Regions from separate parts of the Ovis aries genome. Here region 1 is linked to region 2. The links are chromatin contacts, called in public Hi-C maps. All regions are on one chromosome and are shown on one strand. The core of a region is the stretch at or near the end of the contact, and the rest is flanking DNA. Distances in the headings are between cores, read along the strand shown. Region 1 overlaps NCOA7 (nuclear receptor coactivator 7). Region 2 holds the start of HINT3 (histidine triad nucleotide binding protein 3).

Region 1 (5,371 bases), core at 153-2,652, 90 kb after region 2:
GATGAGGGAGGCTTCACTCGGGCTTCAGTACCACAGAGCTGGGCTTGAACCCAGCTTCATGCAGAGCCGCAGGGGGACCGTCTGAAACTTTTTCAGCTTCTAGATTTTCTCACTTACAAAACAGGCCACTACTGCCTGCAGTAGATCGTGATGATTAGCACATTAAATAATGAAATAGAGCATCTAGCCCACAGCAGTCACTCTCCCAAAACATGCTTTCTGCTCTCCCTCATGTCTCATGCTGCTTCTCCTCACCTTCCCACCTTCTTTCCCACCCTCTGAAAAAAATTTCTCAAAATGTCTTTTTTTTCTTTTGTATAAATAGGTCAAGGCCTTAACCGAGTAAATTTCAGCCTTAGGAGAAATTTTAGGAAATGTGAAAAACAATTCTATATGAATCAAAACTATCTGTGTTCATTTGAAAATACAGTGGAACAAAAGAAGAAAATACCAATCACCCATTTTACCCTGGAGAAGGCAATGGCACCCCACTCCAGTACTCTTGCCTGGAAAATCCCATGGACGGAGGAGCCTGGTGGGCTGCAGTCCATGGGGTCGCTAAGAGTCGGACAAGACTGAGCGACTTCACTTTCACTTTTCACTTTCATGCATTGGAGAAGGGAAGTGGCAACCCACCCCAGTGTTCTTGCCTGGAGAATCCCAGGGACAGGGGAGCCTGGTGGGCTGCCATCTATGGGGTTGCACAGAGTCAGATACAACTGAAGCGACTTAGCAGCAGCAGCATTTTACCCTGGTTCAGAGAGAAACATCTGATTTCTGGTAAATGTACTTTCAGCAGCTTTCCTTCTTTTAAACAAAAATGGAATCACAGTCGATTTCTATTGCCAACCTGCCTTTCCACTGTAACAGTATTTTGTGAAAATCTCCCACGTCGTCAACTGTTTTTCTTCATCATTAAAAAATGACACATAGCATTCCATGTTAAGTTATTGATGTTATCTTAATTTTCCCACTATTTTAAACAATGCCGTGACAGTCTCTGTGGTCAAATCTATCGACACGCACGATCATTTCCTTAGGGTAAGCTTCTGCAAAAAGAACTGTTGGGTCAAAGAGTGTGCAAAAGTAAGACTGATAAAAGTGACCAGACTGCCTTCCAAAAAAGACTCAGTCACTTTCCTCCCGTCAGTGTTTTTCCTTGGCAAACTCCCCAGTTCAGTTCTAACTTGATTTTTCAAAATCACTCCAACTCAAAAACCACTAACCCTGTTGAGTCTGAACTGCTGTCCTTCTCTCAGCCCAAACCACATTGGAGCGTTTGACCAACAGTGAGATTTCTCATAATACAAAGCGGATGTCACACAAGGACTGAGCAGGAAACAAGATTTGCATGCTGCAGAGCGCCATGATCGTGAAAGGACTGGACTCTCAGCTTGAACTCAGAGCACGGCAGCTTCCGTCAGACACAGCTGCTCTGCTCAGAGACTAGAACGGATTACAATACACTGTGTTAGTGGGAGGGCTGGAGTTGTGAGAGGAAAAGGAAGGAGTTTCCCTTGAGCAAAACTCAGCCAGATTACCAGGAACTGGTAGGGCGGGGGAAAACAGGGAGACGCTGATCAGGGTACAAACTTCCAGGGATATGATAAGACAGATAGGTTCTAAGGATCTAGTGAACAGCTTGGCGATCACAGTTAATAATACTGTACGTTATACTTAAAAGTTGCTGAGAGAGTGGATCTTAGATATTCCCACCACGCAAAAGAGATGGTAATTATGTGACCAAATGAAGGCATTAGCTAGTGCCAGGGCAGTAACCATTCTGCAATATATCCATATATCAGCATATTATATACATTAACCTGCACAATTTAATGTCAATTATATCTCAGTAAAGCTGGAAAAAAGAATGGTGCTGCCTTTTTACTGTCATACTTAAAGCCATGTTTACAATCATCATTATGTCTTTTTTAATTCTATGTTTAATTAGTTACAGTACTGACCACCAACAATTCTTTCATACAATGACTTTTTCCTTCTTGAGGACTACATTTCGACATGCGTCTCGGAAAAGTGCATCACTCCTGCACAGTAACTTTAAGAAAGGTATGACACAAAAGGTCTGTTTCCTGAGACCTTAGTATGTCTGAGGATGTCCTGTTATCTTTGAACCTGGAAAACAGCTTTCACTTCACAATTCTGAAGAAGTTTAATTCCTCTGCTGTTCGCTGCTGTGGAGAAGTCTGTGCCTTTCCTCTTTGCTCCTTTGCAGGGAACATTTTGTTAAGGTTTTTATTTTTTCGCCTATTTATTTTTTACCATTAATCCATAACCTGCAAATATTTGCCACAGTTTAAGTGCAGTTTTCCCAGTATTTCTGCTTAAATATAACAAGCTGTCCTGCAAAGAAATAGAGGAAAACAACAGAATGGAAAAGACTAGAGATCTCTTCAAGAAAATTAGAGATACCAAGGGAACACTTCATGCAAAGATGGGCCCAATAAAGGACAGAAATGCTACGGACCTAACAGAAGCAGAAGATATTAAGAAGAGGTGGCAAGAATACACAGAAGAACTGTACAAAAAAGATCTTCACAACGCAGATAATCACGATCATGTGATCACTCACCTAGAGCCAGACATCTTGGAATGTGAAGTCAACTGAGTCTTACGAAGTATCATTACGAACAAAGCTAGTGGAGGAGATAGACTTCCAGTTGAGCTATTTCAAATCCTGAAAGATGATCCTGGGAAAGTGCTACACTCAATATGCCAGCAAATTTGGAAAACTCAGCAGTGGCCACAGCACTGGAAAAGGTCAGTTTTCATTCCAATCCCAAAGAAAGGCAATGCCAAAGAATGCTCAAACTACCGCACAATTGCACTCATCTCACACACTACTAAAGTAGTGCTCAAAATGCTCCAAGCCAGGCTTCAACAGTACATGAACCATGAACTTTCAGATGTTCAAGTTGCTTTTAGAAAAGGAAGAAGAACCAGAGAGCAAATTGCCAACATCTGCTGGAGCATTGAAAAAGCAAGAGAGTTCTAGAAACACATCTACTTCTGCTTTATTGACTATGCCAAAACCTTTGACTGTGTGGATGACAATAAACTGTGGAAAATTCTGAAAGAGATAGGAATACCAGACCACCTGACCTGCCTCTTGAGAAATCTGTATGCAGGTCAGGAAACAACAGTTAGAACTGGACATGGAACAACAGACTGGTTCCAAATAGGAAAAGGAGTATGTCAAGGCTGTATATTGTCACCCTGCTTATTTAACTTCTATGCAGAGTACATCATGAAAAACGCTGGGCTGGAGGAAGCACAAGCTGGAATCAAGACTGACGGGAGACATATCAATAATCTCAGATATGCAGGTCACTTTCACCCTTATGGCAGAAAGTGAAGAAGAATTAAAGAGCCTCTTGATGAAAGTGAAAGAGGAGAGTGAAAAAGTTGGCTTAAAGCTCAACATTCAGAAAACTAATATCATGGCATCCGGTCCCATCACTTCGTGGTAAATAGATGGGGAAACAGTGGAAATAATAGCTGACTTTATTTTGGGGGGCTCTAAAATCACTGCAGATGGTGACTGCAGCCATGAAATTAAGAGACACTTACTCCTTGGAAGGAAAGTTATGACCAACCTAGACAGCATATTAAAAAGCAGAGACATTACTTTGCTAACAAAGGTCCATCTAGTCATTGGTTATGCTATGGTTTTTCCAGTGGTCATGTATGGATGTGAGAGTTGGACTGTGAAGAAAGCTGAGCACTGAAGAATTGATGCTTTTGAACTGTGGTGTTGGAGAAGACTCTTGAGAGTCCCTTGGACTGCAAGGAGATCCAACCAGTCCATCCTAAAGGAGATCAGTCCAGGGTGTTCACGGGAAGGACTGATGGTGAAGCTGAAACTCCAATACTTTGGCCACCTGATGCAAAGAGCTGACTCATTGGAAAAGACTCTGATGATGGGTGGGATTGGGGGCAGGAGGAGAAGGGGACGACAGAAGATGAGATGGCTGGATGGCATCACTGACTCGATGGACATGAGTTTGGGTAAACTCCGGGAGTTGGTGTGGTTCATGGGGTAGCAAAGAGTTGGACACCACTGAGCGACTGGACTGAACTAAACTGTAAGTTTCCACTCATGAAAGCACTCTTCCGGGGCATTCGTCAGATTGGACCTGTTCACCACCTAGGCTTTCATGAGAAGACTTCACTTTAAACATTAGTCTGATTTCCTTGATGGCCCCAAGAAGCACAAACCCAATGATTTCCACCTTAATCATTTCAATTTATGTTATACCCTAGTCCCTCAAGTATCCTGCTTGATTTAAAAAAATTATGAATTAGGGTCTTGATATCCTTCCACATCAAAGTCCATTTTAACCCTTTAATTTGAACTCTAGAGTAGGAGAATGAACATTGATTTTGAACAGAAGAGTAATGCTACTGTATGTCTGTGGTTTGACCTACTTTTATGTATAGGAATTAACTGATCAAAACAGCACAGCTTTGGCTTTCTGAACTTGCAAAGTGAAGCAATGATAAATGACAGATGGGAAATCTTCACATGTATGGTTAAAAAATACCCCAAAGAAAAATAATCTGTATGAGGAAAAGTCTTAGGGTTGCCATCGTGAGAAATAACTCAGTAGTTGCTTACTTTTATTGTGTGGCAAACCCCAAAAATGTTTAACAAAGGAAAAGTAGAGAATTTCATTTCTTTTACTCTTGTTAAGTTTCTTTTGAACTCAGCAGAGAAAGTTACAGTTTGAAATGCTTTACACTTTACAGATTTATTGTTGAAAAGCTAAATTCATTCTTTATACTGCAGAGGTTTTCTCTAAATAAATCTTTATTGCTGTAACCACAAAACTAACCATACTCAAACCTAAGTGCTTTCTATTTGTCAAAATCACCTCCTAATTCTCTTAAAATATCTACTTTACCATTCAGGATTCTTACTAATCTTTTACATAAACACACTACAAAAACATAGTGATTTATTTTATTCCAATTTAGCCTTGCCTCCCACATTTATAAAACTTTTCTCTTTCAGGTCTTACATCTGTATATCTATGTTTCAGTTTGAAGAACTTCCCACTGAGACAGTATCCACATTTATAAAATTCCCATTCCTATCTTCATTTCCATAGAAGCAAAGATGTATACTCTTCTACTGTGAAGGAATAATGTATTCCTTTAATACAAGAGAATTTTGAGATATATTTAATTCATGCCACTCAATATATTTTGATACTGTGATATGGACCAAACATCTTTTGAAACATATGTAAATATTACTACTACTTGTGTCAAATTTAACTGTAACAGCAAATTTTGAAAAATATATTAACATATTATTAAAATATAAAACTGTAAAAATATACTGTGATCA
Region 2 (5,801 bases), core at 2,511-5,010:
GCACTGTTGCTCATTAGTTCTCCATTCCAAGAACTAAAATTCAACTGGGACAAGGGCCTCATATGCATACCAATAATCTTGATTTCAACAAGAATAATGATGAAAGGCAATTGTACATGTATCATGAACTCCCTTATCAGTATCCATCAGTTCAGTTCAGTCGCTCAGTCGTGTCTGACTCTTTGTGACCCCATGGACTGCAGCACGCCAGGCCTCCCTGTCCATTACCAACTCCTGGAGTTTACCCAAACTCATGTCCATTGAGTTGGTGATGCCACCCAACCATCTCATCCTCTGTGGTCCCCTTCTCCTGGCGCTTTCAATCTTTCCCAGCATCAGGGTCTTTTCAAATGAGTCAGTTCCTCACATCAGGTGGCCAAAGTATTGGAGTTTCAGCTTCAGCCTCAGACCTTCCAATGAATATTCAGGACTGACTTCCTTTAGGATGGACTGGTTGGATCTCCTTGCAGTCCAAGGGGCTCTCAAGAGTTTTCTCCAACACCACAGTTCAAAAGCATCAATTCTTTGGCACTCAGCTTTCTTTATAGTCCAACTCTCACATCCATATGACTACTGGAAAAACCATAGCTTTGACTAGCTTTGACCTTTGTTGGCAAAGTAATGTCTCTGCTTTTTAATATGTTGTCTAGGTTGGTCATAGCTTTTCTTCCAAAGAGCAAGTGTCTTTTAATTTCATGGCTGCAGTCACCATCTGCAGTGATTCTGGAGCCCAAAAAAATAAGGTCTGTCACTGTTTCCCCATCTATTTGCCGTAAAGTGGTCAGTATCCATACTGCTCATCTAAAATTTATTTGGCTGCATCAGATCTTAGCTGTAGCACACAGGATCTCTGTTGTGTTATATGGACGCTTTTGTTGAGGCACACAGGCATGGGCTCCAGCTCAGTAGTTGTGGTGCACGGGCCCAGCTGTTCCAGGGCACGTGAGATCTTAGTTCCCCGACCAGGGATCAAACCCGTGTCCCCTGCATTAGCAGGTGGATTCTTAACCACTGGACTACTAGGGAAGGCCTCAAATGCCACCTTCTTGGCGAAGCATTTCCTTCCTAAAACTTTAAAACTGCATCCCTTTTCTCTTTTGTTGTTCCCCATCTAAGAAACTATGGATTTTATTTATTATGTTGCTTATTGTCTATTTCCTGTGAGTGGAATGTAAGCGCCACGAGGACGGGGAGTTTTGCTCATTTTATTTGTTGCTGTATCCCAATGCCTCCAGCAGTGTCTGGCACACAGAAGGCACTCATGTAAATACTGAGTAATGGACAGGGGACTAAATTCCTCTCTACCAGGGACAAAGCTCTACCTCTTGCGGCCAGTTTAAACATCTCTCCATTGGTACCTGCCCATCGTGATTTAAGCACACCAAAGACTTCCCTGTTTTATAAAACTTTCTCTTAACTCCACCACCTCCTGTAGTTACCACTATCTCTCCCTTCTCCCCAAGACTGCCAAACTTCCTTCAGAAGTCGTCTGTCTTTGCTGTCTTCAATGTTTTAGGTTGAATCTCAAGGTTTTTATCAACGATCTGCCCACTGCCTCATCACTGCACTGCAGTTGTTCTCCTGAAGGTCAGCGGTCATTACCCCGGGGACAAAACTAGTTCTAATCTAAGTTGGTCTCTCTGCATGCATACTGGAGAGTCATCCAACCCAGATATGAGGATGAGGGAAGGTAGCTATTGCTGCCAGTTCCTATCTTCTCAACATATTCCTCTCTCTTCGCTTTCCTAGTTTCTCTGTCCCCTTTTCAGGTCTTCATCCTCTGCCTTTCTCTTACGATGTTAGTGTTCTTTAGAGTTCTGTGCAGGGATCCCTTCACTACCCTAAAAATATGTCCTAGGTGATCTTATTAATTTCCCTCTTTTCAATTTCCACCTATAAGCTGGCAGTTCCTATCATCTGGGCTAGCGATGCAGACCTCTCCATTGTCAGACTCCTAATTATTCCTAAATTGATCTGCTTTTCTTCATCCCCATTACTACATTTTAAATCAGGCTAGACTACCTCAACAGCTTCATAACCAGTCTCTATGCCTCCAGCCTGGCCCTCTCCAAATCACCCTTCCCCAGGGTACCAGATGATCTTTCAAAGATCAAACGTTTTCATGGACCTCAACCCTTTTCTTCCAACTCAGCATGAACAGTAGCAATAAACTGTGGCGCTTCCTTCCCCTCACTCTTCATATAAAGCCCAAACTGCTTAACATGAAGTACAACAGCCTTAATAACTTGGCCCTCGCCTACCTCTCCACCCTCAGTTTTTACCACTCACCCCTTCAAACTCTATGCTCCAGTTAGATTGAATTTCTATTCGCCTGTGGCAGAGACCAAACCGCGGAAGGTTCTCTTTACCCAAGACATTGTTCTCTCCTCCTCCTCACCTGACCATGCTTATTTTTTCATGTCTCACTTCCTCTGGAAGGTCTTCCCTAACCCTTCAAATCTGGTCAGGTGCCCCTCCCACGGGCCTTGCAAAATACTGCAGGTGGTAAAACCATCTCACCATAGCACGGAGCACACTATCAGCTGCCTCTTCTGTCGGTACTGACTCCACCCTTTATGTTATAAAATGTAGACAGGGACTGCTGGCCTTTATTTACCTTGCTCAGCACTGAATCTCCAACAGTGCTTAGAAGGAATTCAATTTACTTTTAACCAATGAATGATTATTACAAAACAAAAACAAAGCCCAGAATCTTTGGAGCTGATTCTTTCAAAAGACTGTTTCTTTAAAGGCGAGTCAAGCAGGTAGACGAAAGTACCTACCCGATACCTGTTTTAAAATATCTGAGCAAAGTCTAAATGCTTTGAAAATTTCCCCAACTGATAATAACACTTCTAAGGAACTGTGGAAATCAGAATGCATTAACTAATAGTGTGACCACGGACCACTTCTGCCAGCCTATTTTCAGCGGATCTAACAAATGGGCTTGTCACAGTCACCATTATCTATTTTCTACTAGTTTGTTTTCAGAATCAGTATTTGCAGAATGTAAAGGCAGTGTCTAGAAGAGTGGGGGGAGGTGGGGCAGGGGGAGGTTCCTTTAATAAAATCAGAGGTCACTATTGTCCACCGACCACCTTGGCAGCTGCGGAGAGAGGTTTTATCTCTACATTTTCTCCCCTTAGAACAGTAAACGAGGCTGGCGACACTCCCGGCGCCTAGAGAAACAAGCCTGTCTCTATCACTAGGACACCCAGCCTCCTCCAGCTCCATTTACGCAGGACCGTCCCCACCCGATCCACGCCGGCGAGGCCCCCCTAAGCTGAGGCGCCCTAAGCGGAGCCCCCCGAGGGCGTTCCGGATCCCACCCGCGCCGGGTCGCGCGTCGCAGCCCACCTCACAGTGCAGGAGTTCGGTGCCGGGGTCCTGGTGCGCCGCGATCCGGCAGAACACGCACTTGCTACTGTAGTTCGCGAGCTCCGGGGACTCTGCGGTGACCGCGGGGGTCTCCCCTGGGGATCCCGCCGGTTGGGCAGCCGCCACTGGCTCAGAGCGGGCACACGACTTCCCTAAACCGCATTCCTCCTCCTCCATCATCGCACCCGCTCGTCTGCGCCGCTGAGAGGCTTCTCCGGGACAACAGGGCCTCCTGCAGAGTTCGCCTCCTGCACCTCCTAGATTTTACCTCGAGGCGTCGCCCCTTGTCTGGCGCTGGGCCGGGCAGGGACTGGGCACCGCGCGGATCCAGGGCCACCGGAGCCGCAAGGCGACTCGCCGCGAAGCCGCAGAAGCCAGAGGCTGGCCTTCACGCTGACTGCCACTCGGGGGCGCGCAAGGACGCGGCACGGAAGAGCCGCCGCCGCCGGCGGCAGCCGCCCATCCCCGTGCGTCTCGGTGGTAACGACGCAGGACTTCCGCCACAACGCCGGCTCGCGCCCCACGCCGCGATGACCTCACGTTCGCGCTCTACCCGGGGGCCAACTGGAACTTATTGAAGGTCTTCTCCCTGAGCCCAGTAACATAAAGTACCTCGAGTGTATAGCGATGTCTTAAAATTTTAAAAAAAAAATTTTTTTTTAATTCGTAGGTTTTACGAGAATGAACATTTCTAGAGCTTTGTTTTCTACACAGACTATTTTCGATACTTTGGGTATCCATTTAATACCATGATAATTTTAGGTGATAAGGCTCAAAATATCAAAACAGAACTTCACACCTGTTTTTACCTTTTGTTGTTATTATTGACAGCACCAGCTAGATCAAAATAGTGGGCTTTATCTCATTCTTCATACACAGATAAATGCGGAATCCTGTAGTTTATAGTCTGACATATTCCGGAACTTCATAGAAATTGACGAGGAATTGACCTAGAAACTTCAAGAAATTGACAAGAAATTCAGGCAGGGCTTTCTTGGGAGTTGTGCTTCGGGAAAGAGCGAAAAATGAGTAACACATTCCCTTGCTGGCTCCCTGGGTTGGGAGGGGCGCATGAGTTGGTCCCTTAAATGGGATGAGGGCCGGGCCAGATCTGGGGGTCTATCGGCGGGCGGGGGTGGGGGGGGACGTGGCTTAGTAGGTCGGCCCAACCACCCCCACCCTCTTGAGGGTGCTGTGTGCAGGGATCATGAGTAATACTAACACCCTCTTTCTGCTCAGGACATCGCAGAAGTAGCAGCTGGGTTTTTGGTCTTTTTGTACCTTGTTGCTTATAACTTGTTCAGGCTGTACTTCAGTTCAGTTCAGTCCCTCAGTCCTGTCCAACTCTTTGTGACCCCATGGACTGCAGCATGCCAGGCTTCTGGGTCAATCACCAACTCCCTAGAGCTTGCTCAAAACTTGCAAGCAGTTATTTTTAGTCCTTTAGTTTCTTTATATTCTGTTGCTCAAGCAGACATTTGTCCACATGCAAACACTGTAGCAAAGGGTCCCAAGTCCTCAGTCTCTCTCATTCCCCCGCTGTGAGCTTTTGCACCCCTTATTTTTAAGGGTTAAGGGGCTGAAGTTTTCCTCTTCTGAAGCATCTTCTGGCTGGACAAGGGGTCTCAGACCCTAGCTTACATTAGAGGTTTAGAAGTCCCTTGCTGACTGTTTCAAGGACATGTAGGGACCTGGGCCACCCTCTGCTGGAATGGATTGAAACCCTTGAGTCATAATGAGCCTAACTTGAAATTGCTGGAGCCTAGAAGATACAAAGTTAACCAAAAGATTAACCAGACAAGAGCCGAAAAAAGCCACTAACGGGCCTAGAAATGGAAGAAACCAAGTTAACTTTGGGAGTAGGGCTCCTGTCAGTGTTGACCAGACAGTGAGATTGTGTTGCTCTTGCCACAATTGTGACGCCGTTCTGCATGGGTGAGTATTTCTTTAATATTAACATCCACCTGTCCTGTTGCACTGATCCAGGCACAGCAGGAAGTATTAGTTACCAAACAAACTCTGCCTTGTTCTGCCAGAAAGTAACAAAGAGCCAGGCGATTATGAAGAACTATATTAGCTAAAGAGACAAGAGAGGTCTTAGGTCCCATTAAGGCTTGTTCTATCAGTTCCATCACACAACCACACTGTCCGGGTGAAATTTCCCAGTGTTACTTCATGATAAGTTAAGCCTCCGTGTAGAGCTGCCTGTCCTATGACTAGCCCTGCCCTGTGCTAAGATCATTCCTTTTGCTCTCCAGATTTGGGAGTGAGCCAGCCTGGTCCTATTATAGATAATATCCCTCTTATCCCTATAGACCATACAGGACACTCTCACACGAAGTGGACATCATCAGTGCATTTACAGACCATAGTATGAAGGCCTTGGGAAAAGGGCATGGCCTGGCATAACTCCATAACACGAT

What was found. Hi-C and Micro-C count contacts between places; a contact is called where the count stands out from the background.
Region 1: a Hi-C map of liver shows a contact between it and region 2, with 3 times the contacts expected there. The contact joins the enhancer-like site here to the promoter of HINT3 in region 2. A contact is called at or near these places in 7 of 16 Hi-C or Micro-C datasets (hypothalamus, liver, mesenteric adipose tissue and 3 more).

The regions. Positions count from the first base shown.
Region 1 is chr8:12,660,124-12,665,494 of ARS-UI_Ramb_v3.0, forward strand. All of the region lies in intron 2 of NCOA7 (nuclear receptor coactivator 7), which reads right to left. Among named protein-coding and RNA genes, the nearest start is that of NCOA7, 85 kb to the right of the region's middle. Within about 2 kb of position 1,403, at least 14 of the 54 cell types and tissues checked have an H3K27ac peak or open chromatin away from gene starts, as enhancers often do. A contact at or near this core is called in liver, where this site is marked.
Region 2 is chr8:12,568,244-12,574,044 of ARS-UI_Ramb_v3.0, forward strand. It overlaps HINT3 (histidine triad nucleotide binding protein 3), which reads right to left and starts at 3,761. Exons shown (of 5, transcript XM_027972326.2): 1 at 3,358-3,761. The coding sequence starts at 3,558.